Regions from separate parts of the Mus musculus genome. Here region 2 is linked to region 1. Evidence: chromatin contacts called from public Hi-C data. All regions are on one chromosome and are shown on one strand. Each heading gives the region's core, a stretch centred on a gene start, on an enhancer-like site or on the middle of the called end of the contact. The rest is flanking DNA. Distances are from core to core; before and after follow the strand shown.

Region 1 (4,282 bases), core at 856-3,355:
TGCCTGCAAATCCGTTGCTCTGACCTAGAATGTGGTCATTTTCTTGTGGTGGGCTGTCTCCATCTTTAGCCGCCACCTCTCTCACCATCTGCACACGCAGATAACCAAAACCTAGGTCATCCCTACTTGGGTGTGTCCAGGGCACTTGCCAAATGAATGAATGCTTCCAGCTTAGCACTTAGCAGCATCAGCTCCCTGCCTCTCTCTCTGCACAGAGAACAAAGAAAAGATGTGCGGTGCACAGTGCTGTTATGAACTTGCTAGGTATTACAGCCCTGAGCGCGTGTGTTTTACAACTACATAGCTGAATTCTCGTGAGTGGAGATGTGGTTGAGGTTCAGTAGAGTCCTGAACTTACTTATGCTGTTTTCTGAGAGGAAATAATTTCCTTGCTTCTTGCTTCTGCTAACTACTCGCTTGTTGCTATTGTTGTTGTTGTTGTTAATCCTGGGATGGGGTGTGCAGGTCAGGGGACAACTTTGGCTTGGGTTCTCCCTCTCTAGCTTTATGTGGGTTCCAGGAACCAGACTCAAGTAGATAACATGTGCAGCAAGCTGTTTTTACCTACTGAGCCATCTCACAGTCCAGTCACAACAGTACCCAGTTTACTTCATGAAACTGTGTTCTGAGCGCTAGAGCTGGTGTGTTTGTTTATTTGTTTGTTTTGTCATTGTTGGTTTTTGTTTTTTGTTTTTGTTTTTTTTTTTCTTCTTCCCAGACAGGGTTTCACTGTATAGCCTTGGATGTCCTGGACCTCCAAGCTCTAAAGACCAAGCTTCCAGGAACTCACAGAGATCCCCATGCCTCTGCCTCCTGAGTTCTGGGATCAAAGGTGTGCACTACTGTGCCCCACTCTGTTATTTTGTTTTTGTTTTTATCATTTTGTATTGTTTGGTTTTAGAATAATTATTTTCAAACTTGCCTACTATAGCTCCTGCATTGAAATCCAAAGGCCCTGCTTTGGGAAAGGCCAAACATTTACCTCTCTTTAGTCTGTTTTCTGCTGCTCTAACAATATACCCAAGGCTGAGTACCGGAAGAGGAATGCATGTTTCTCGGTACTGAGCAGTCTGGGAGCACTGTGCAGTCATTTGCTTGGTGTCTGGTGAAGGCTGCATGGTACATCCTAAGAATCACTGGATAGCAGGGGATACTGCGCAGTGAGAGCACTCAGAGACCTGCCATTCTAAGTGCTAATTTCTTCCTTTATAGGGGCCACACCTTTATGACATCATTCCATCCCGTTAGTACCATTAGTGGATGAAATTGAGGATGCAGGCTCTAACACATAAGTCTGGGGGTGTCACACTCAAACCATAGCAAGGAAGCCTCAACTGCCTCGCTCTTCTTTCTCTTTTGGCCTATACATGGATGGAGATGCTGAGAACAGTGTGGAAAAGGGCACGTTTGCCTCTCCCAGCAAACAGCACTGAGCTAGCTTTACCAGGTTCTTCTCAGGTCCTTCTCAGGTCTGTTTCTAGTCACATGATACTATTTGATTGTCACTTTAGCAAGGTATATGCAATCGTACCTGGTCTTCGATTTAACCAGCCCAGAGCTTATTTTTCAAACACTGAAAGTCCTAGATTCGTGTCGATGGAGTGATTTGATTTTTACAGTGCTGCAAATCTAAGATATAGCTGTAGTTTTCAGGTTTATCACCATGACACTAAAGTATAGTCAAGGAAAAAAAAAATACCCAGCTTGAATTCATTATAAATAAAACGGAAGGAATGTTTACTTTTGAGGACTAATAGTTCCCCCCTCCCTTCTTTTTGTGATTTCTTGCTTACATAATTTGTTATGAAAGAGTGCTTCTAGGTAAGCCATCTCTCCAGAGTGCTTGTAACGTCTTCTGTTCTGCTCTGGAAGGGTTAAGAGGAGACAGCATCCTGTCAAAGACCTTGTTTTTAATTTTGCTTCTCATACTGGCGCTGATCCTGCTAAGAGCAGCCCAGATTAGTTCGGGAAACCTTTGAAGAGATTTAAGATGTCCTTCAGCCAGTTTGAAGGTTTTTGTCTTGCAAATCCAGTACAAGGGCGCCTGCAGGCATCTCGACCCTTGCTGAGCCGCTGATGCAGCTCAAGGTCACTCTAACCCGCCCTGTGACATTCAACAACAACAGAAAAAAAATTATGCGGTGGAACTGCTTCAGCATTCAGCCAACCAACAACTTCCTCAGTGAGGGAACTGGGGAAGAAGTCTCTCTCCCCTCCCCCCACCTCTACTCTCTTTTTTTTTTGGGGGGGGGGGAGGCTTTGTGAATTTTTTGCTGTAGGAAATAATCCCGGATTTCTGGTGTGCGTGATGACAAGGTCATTTCTTAATTAGAACACATGTAAAGAAGAAAGCTAAATGGCTTCAAAACAGCTTTGTAGTTGATGGAGAGGATTTAAATTATTTAAAGAGATAGTCACCCATGTATGATGGAAACCGAATTCTAAAGGCATTAACTCCTTCCTCCCCATCTCCTTGCCCTTTCTTTGCATTCTCCATGTCTGACATTGCGGGGTTGCACTCTAAAATAAGGAAAATTTGTCCAAGAGTCTGGTTTATGTTTTGAGACAAAACATAATTTATAAATGTAATCCTGAGATAAACTTTTAATGGAGTTTTCTCTCGGAGACACGGCTCCTGGAAATTTTATCAAATGGCTGGAAGAACTAGGGCTGACCCTCTGGCGGCTGTGATTCATTTATACTGTATAGGAGGGAGGTGCGTAGGGCCTGATACCTTCTCTCTCTCCCCCCTGACACACCCACTTCCGATGGAGATGCCTCACTGAACTCATTAGCCCCTGTTTCTTTCAAATCAACAGCGGATCCAGATCAGGTCTTTCAAGTTTCCAAGAATTGACACGGATTTAAAATGGACCTTCCAAAATTTGTTTCTGAGGGCAGTTGACATGCTAAGGCTAATAACACCAGACCCATGAATACTTCACAGCCATGTTGGGTTTGCTCTGCTGTGGGCCAGTAGCTCAATGAGATAGACTCCAGGAGAGTCAATGTCTTCTGCTTGGACTTCATGCATGACCCTGGGGCCCAATAATGAAAGATTAATTAATTTTATGATTGTTATATTTATAGGTATTAGATATAAACCATTAAAATTGTTATTTCTTTATGTGAGAGAAAATCACATTTGGGCCGAGAAACTTGATTTGAGTTTGATGATATTGGCAGAAGAATTTCCTCAGAATTCAGACCCCATTGCTTTTCTGCAAATAGGAGCTAATGGGAATCTGGCCAACTAGTGTGTAAAGATGTATAGTAGTTTCAGTGTGAGTATTTTAACAGGTAGTTTGGATTCTGTAAGCTACACTTAACATTTTTAAGTTGGAGTGGATAACACAGTAGATTGTATAAGAACTACCTAGAATTTACTAGACCTGTTCTTGGGAGGGATTTTCTTCCTGTCAAGAAACATTTGTTTTGAGTCCATGAAAAGAAAAAGGACTCTTACATCAAGACACATAGTTTTAGGTACAGATATCGAAAAGGATTTCAGGTTTGCCAAGAGACATAGTAGAAGGGACTCTATATGCAGGGACATGGCGCCAGGCAGTGAGCTTTGCCCTTGCCTGGAGTCTGGTATGCCCTAAATGTCATGTATGACCCAAGCTCACCTGCTACTCGTTCTAATTTACTGTCCTAATTCATCGATTTGTTATCGCTAATTGTTCTTCATTTACTTGTGTGTAGTTTCCAGTACCTAAAGGGTTGAAAGGTTGCTGTAATTGGCACCCGCAGCTGCTCTTTCTTTTGACAGGGGATAATTTTGCAGCCTATGCTTTGTGTGACAGCTGCCTAATTGGGCATTCTCCTCTTGTAGCAAGCCTGCCTCCTCCAGCCTCCCTGCTGACAAATGGTGGTGGATTATAGATGAGGACAAGCTGACCCATTCGACCTTGCTGAGACAGCGGGGAGGGGCCTCCTGCTACTTTAGGGAAGCTTTAGGTCATTTAGAGGACAAGGTCAGGAGCCAGGTGGAGAAATGACATGATATCACATGACAGTAGCCTGGTGACATGGTCCGCATGTCAAGGACAAAGGTATCAGTATTGATTAAACATTCCTGCAATACTTCACTGCATTCCCTATTTCTTAATTATTGCTCCTGAGGTTTTTTTTTTTTTTTTTAGGAGAGTGTGGGGTGCAAAGGAAGGGCGCAGAAAGAACGCACTAAGCTGTGTTTTAACTGTGCCAGAGCATTTGTTTACATGAAAATAGACGTGCTTGGGGAAGCTTCCTAATGAAGTTTGTTCAGTTAGACGAGTGT
Region 2 (4,282 bases), core at 758-3,257, 460 kb before region 1:
GACCAAAGTGTGGACACTTTGCCCCTTCTTAGAATTGGGAACAAAACACCCATGGAAGGAGTTACAGAGACAAAGTTTGGAGCTGAGACGAAAGGATGGACCATCTAGAGACTGTCATATCCAGGGATCCATCCCATAATCAGCTTCCAAACGCTGACACCATTGCATACACTAGCAAGATTTTGCTGAAAGGACCCAGATATGGCTGTCTCTTGTGAGACTATGCCGGGGCCTGGCAAACACAGAAGTGCATGCTCACAGTCAGCTATTGGATGGATCACAGGGCCCCCAATGGAGGAGCTAGAGAACGTACCCAAGGAGCTGAAGGGATCTGCAATCCTATAGGTGGAACAACATTATGAACTAACCAATACCCCCACCCCGAGCTCGTGTCTCTAGCTGCATATGAATCAGAAGATGGCCTAGTCGGCCATCAGTGGAAAGAAAGGCCCATTGGTCGTGCAAACTTTATATGCCTCAATACAGGAGAATGCCTGGGCCAAGAAGTGGGAGTGGGTGGGTGGGGAGTGGGTGGGTGGGGAGTGGGTGGGTGGGGAGTGGGTGGGGGAGCATGTGGGGGACTTTTGCGATAGCATTGGAAATGTAAATGAAATAAATACCCAATTAAAAAATTTTTATTAAAACATAAAAAAAGAAATCTATTTCAAAATTTATACCTTGGAAAATCTCATCAGTGGAACTCCGTAAGCTATGATGATAACCCACCCAGCAAAACATAACCATAACTGCCATAGTGACATGGTTGAAATGGAGATCACCAATTATTTTCTGATTGTATTTAAGTCTCAGTCTACTGAAGGAAACACACACCTGGTAAATTCAGCCAAGAACCCATGGTTAGAGAGTTTACACACCATCGGGATAAAACTTCTGCTAACTGGATAGAGTGTCAAACTGCCATCTGAAGTTTTCTTTCTGTATTCATAAATTAGTGCAACTCTCAGATATCACCTGAGAAGTTTCTTTGTATAGTGGATAACAGTCAACTCAGAAGCTCACAACTGGTCAAAGTGTCTGTGGACTGTTCATCTACAAATGTGACATCGATCTCACTCTCAGGGACCATTGAGAAAGACAAGGTCAAAGATTGCAAGGGGCAGAAGACTCAGGGAATTGGAACAGAATAACAGAACCACTACACTCATGAACACATAAGAGCTATGGTTGTCCGTACAAGCCCTGCACAAAATCAATCCAGGTAGGAATTGGGAAAGGTACGATGATCCCTTACTTACAGATGACTCATTATTAAGAGTTGAAGGTGTCTGGAGTAGTTACAGTCAGGTTTATTTAGGGGTGTGGCCCTTGGTAGATTAAACATGCTTCATTGGATGGTCCCACACCACACTCATGAGTATATTGGTCAAATAAATCCCACTCAGTGAGAAAAAGAGAAGAGAACACAATGACACTGGAAGGGAAATTGAAGTAAGAGAAGATAGAGGGGAGGAATCATGGTGAATACGATGAAAATATAGTATATGTATGTAAGACATTCTCAAAGGATTAATGAAATATATTTAATTGAAAAATTAAAACCTTATTCCAATCTTCTGTGAAGTTATTTGCTCCAGAGTTTTTCTATGCCTTAGAGCCAAACACCTTAGGTTTGTTGTTCGTAGGGCGCTTTGCATTATTTGCAAAAACCGTGCCCATGTATTTAAATTATCCAGGAATTAACACTTATCTGCTACCTCTCCACTTCTTTTCCTGCTGTTTGCATTGAACTGAGTCCACTTCACTCTATTTAATGTCTATCCTTCTCCCTGTGTTAACTCCAGGAGGTGGGAAGGGAAAAGAACTGTGAGATGACTTAGGTAGCTTTACCACCAATTTAACGTAATGCACGCTGAAAGGGAACTAAATCCGTTGACTAACAACACAAAAAGCCATCTCTGGATGAATTTAGCCTGTGGCTCATCTGCTCCAGTACTTGACTGTAGTGAAAAAAATGCCCTAATGTGCAGTTTAGCTTTGGAAAGCTGCCTCTTGGGGTTAAGGGACTCTGCTGGCAGGCCCTAGTGCATTTTGTGGGCAAGCCGGGAGGCTGCTTCCCGGTAATACAATGGTGGGAAATCAACACTGTTGTCCCACATCAAGAATTCCTTCCAAGTCTCTAAAATGTGCTTCAAACTCATTTGCAGGACAAAAATAATAGCTGCTGAATCACAGAGTTCTGGTCAGACAACTCTGCCTCGTGTCTGCTGTGCAGTAATTCATAGTTCTGTTTACAGAGCCCATAGTTCTAATACAAATGAGTGTTACTCCAACTCATTAGAAAGGGAGAGAGATGGATTCTATTTGCAAATGTTAATTAGAAAAATCTGGAGTTCTAGGTCAGTCCTTGAACCTCCTTGTAGGACTGACAGGAGGGTCTTTGAAAAAATTATTTATATGGACAAGAAGAGGTCATAGAAATGAAGAAGTCTGATCAACCTCTCTCTCTCTCTCTCTCTCTCTCTCTCTGTGTGTGTGTGTGTGTGTGTGTGTGTGTGTGTGTGTGTGTGTAAGTCCACAATAAAACCCTTTATTTGATATGCTACTCAAAACAATGAAAAAGAACAGTTTGGATATCTCACAGTTTTAAACTTACTGGTAAAGATGAATATGGATCATAACAGCCATATAAATCATTACATATTGAGGCTGTAGTCTAGTGCACAGACAAGATCCTTCTCAACTAACACAGGTAGCTTTTATCTGTGCAACAGTGATGATCGGTGTACTATCTAGATCTTCACTTTAGTTTACTGGTCAACCAGACCTTTGAGAAATTGGAGGATTTCATGTGAAATCAACATAAGGTGACTATATCTAACACAATATTGAGGACATAATCATAGCAAAGACTTAGGTATCATTTATCTGAAATTCAACTTTAATGGGGTTTTCTGTATCTTTATTCCCTAAACTTAGCTGTCATCGTGTTCTACATATTCAGTCACCTTAATTCCAAACTTCCATTTCTGCGTCTTCTTGTCTACGTATGTGCATGTGTTTCATGCGTGCATCTGTACATGTATGTGTATGTTACAGATTTTTCTTTCATGTGCTTCATCCATACTCCAAACCATTCTGTCTAGTTGGTAATTTCCTTTCTCTCCATCTCTGGTGATTGTAGATCTGCTATTGTAAAAGTAACTTTTAAGGGCTGAATAACTCTCTTCTGTGTTTTGCCAAGCACAGAATCAAGGCTGGTGATAATTTGATTCACTGGTTCAGAGTACACTCTGATAACAATGATCAAAGCAGACTGGACTGCACCCTTGGCCTGACATGACAGTGGCATGAGAGATGGACGTTTGTCTTCCCGGCTGCCTGTAGGAGCAGGGAAGTTTTATGCATTTTGACTTCCACCGACTTTACAACAAATATCCACTCAGCATTAGTGTTCTACATATTGCAAGACTTACTAGTGGCTCAAGGCTTCAAATACACTAATCTTGACCTCATCGAGTGTATAATCTAGTAGGAGAAACTGGTAAGAAAACACCAGAAACAGTAAGGCTTTTAGTCATATTGCTTGGGGAGGTAGACACGGGCAGATTTCTGGGCCTCACTAGCCAGACCACAACATAAGTGGTGAGCCCCAGGCCCCTGTGAGAAAACCTGTCTCAAAACACCAAGGTTGACTAGTTCCTAGGAACAACCTCTGAGGGGAACATCTTGGTTCCATGTATATGTGTGCACATGCACACACACACACACACACACACACACACACACACACACACACACACTAAAAAGAAATAATGACTGATACCATTTTAGTATAGCTTCTTCAATACTTTTCTGTAGATTACTTTGCACAGTGTGTATGTGGAGGTGTCGAGGGGAGGATGGGGTGGGGTGAGTGGGAGGGGCTCTGTTTAAGATTTTCTTCCATGTGGGGCTCATCTGTACTGTGCCTAGCCATTCTGCCGAGTTGGTAATTTCTTTCTGTCTCTGCGGGTTCCATATTAAACAACCAAATGGGCTCGGGTGACGACTTACTGAGAGCAAAAATTAGCCTGAGTGCAGGTCTAAGGGACTCTTCTCTAAGAAAAGAACCTGAGCGTTTGCATGTGATTTCTATTTTGAGCCCTCAGAGGCCTTTCCCCACCTTGCTTCCTGGGTTCAGCTGCATTCCCGGTACTTGAGGTTACCTGAGAGACAACCTCACTGTAAGCAAGTGGCTTTTTCTAAATGTAGTTCCTGACTTTTGGAAACTAATGAGAATTTGGCCATGCCTGGCTATCAATAGCTTGTCAGTACTGAGCAG

Evidence for each region. A called contact is a pair of places that touch in the nucleus more often than the background predicts.
Region 2: a contact with region 1 is called in a Hi-C map of uterus, with 4 times the contacts expected there. The contact joins two enhancer-like sites. A contact is called at or near these places in 1 of 484 Hi-C or Micro-C datasets (uterus) and 2 of 115 datasets of contacts at active chromatin or transcription factors (embryonic stem cells and fibro-adipogenic progenitors).

The regions. Positions count from the first base shown.
Region 1 is chr16:76,319,579-76,323,860 of GRCm38.p6, reverse strand. The region is part of intron 3 of Nrip1 (nuclear receptor interacting protein 1); the gene reads left to right. Among named protein-coding and RNA genes, the nearest start is that of Gm30569, 21 kb to the right of the region's middle. Within about 2 kb of position 2,105, at least 78 of the 459 cell types and tissues checked have an H3K27ac peak or open chromatin away from gene starts, as enhancers often do. A contact at or near this core is called in uterus, where this site is marked.
Region 2 is chr16:76,780,641-76,784,922 of GRCm38.p6, reverse strand. No RefSeq gene overlaps it. Among named protein-coding and RNA genes, the nearest start is that of Gm30790, 3.7 kb to the right of the region's middle. Within about 2 kb of position 2,007, at least 10 of the 459 cell types and tissues checked have an H3K27ac peak or open chromatin away from gene starts, as enhancers often do. A contact at or near this core is called in uterus, where this site is marked.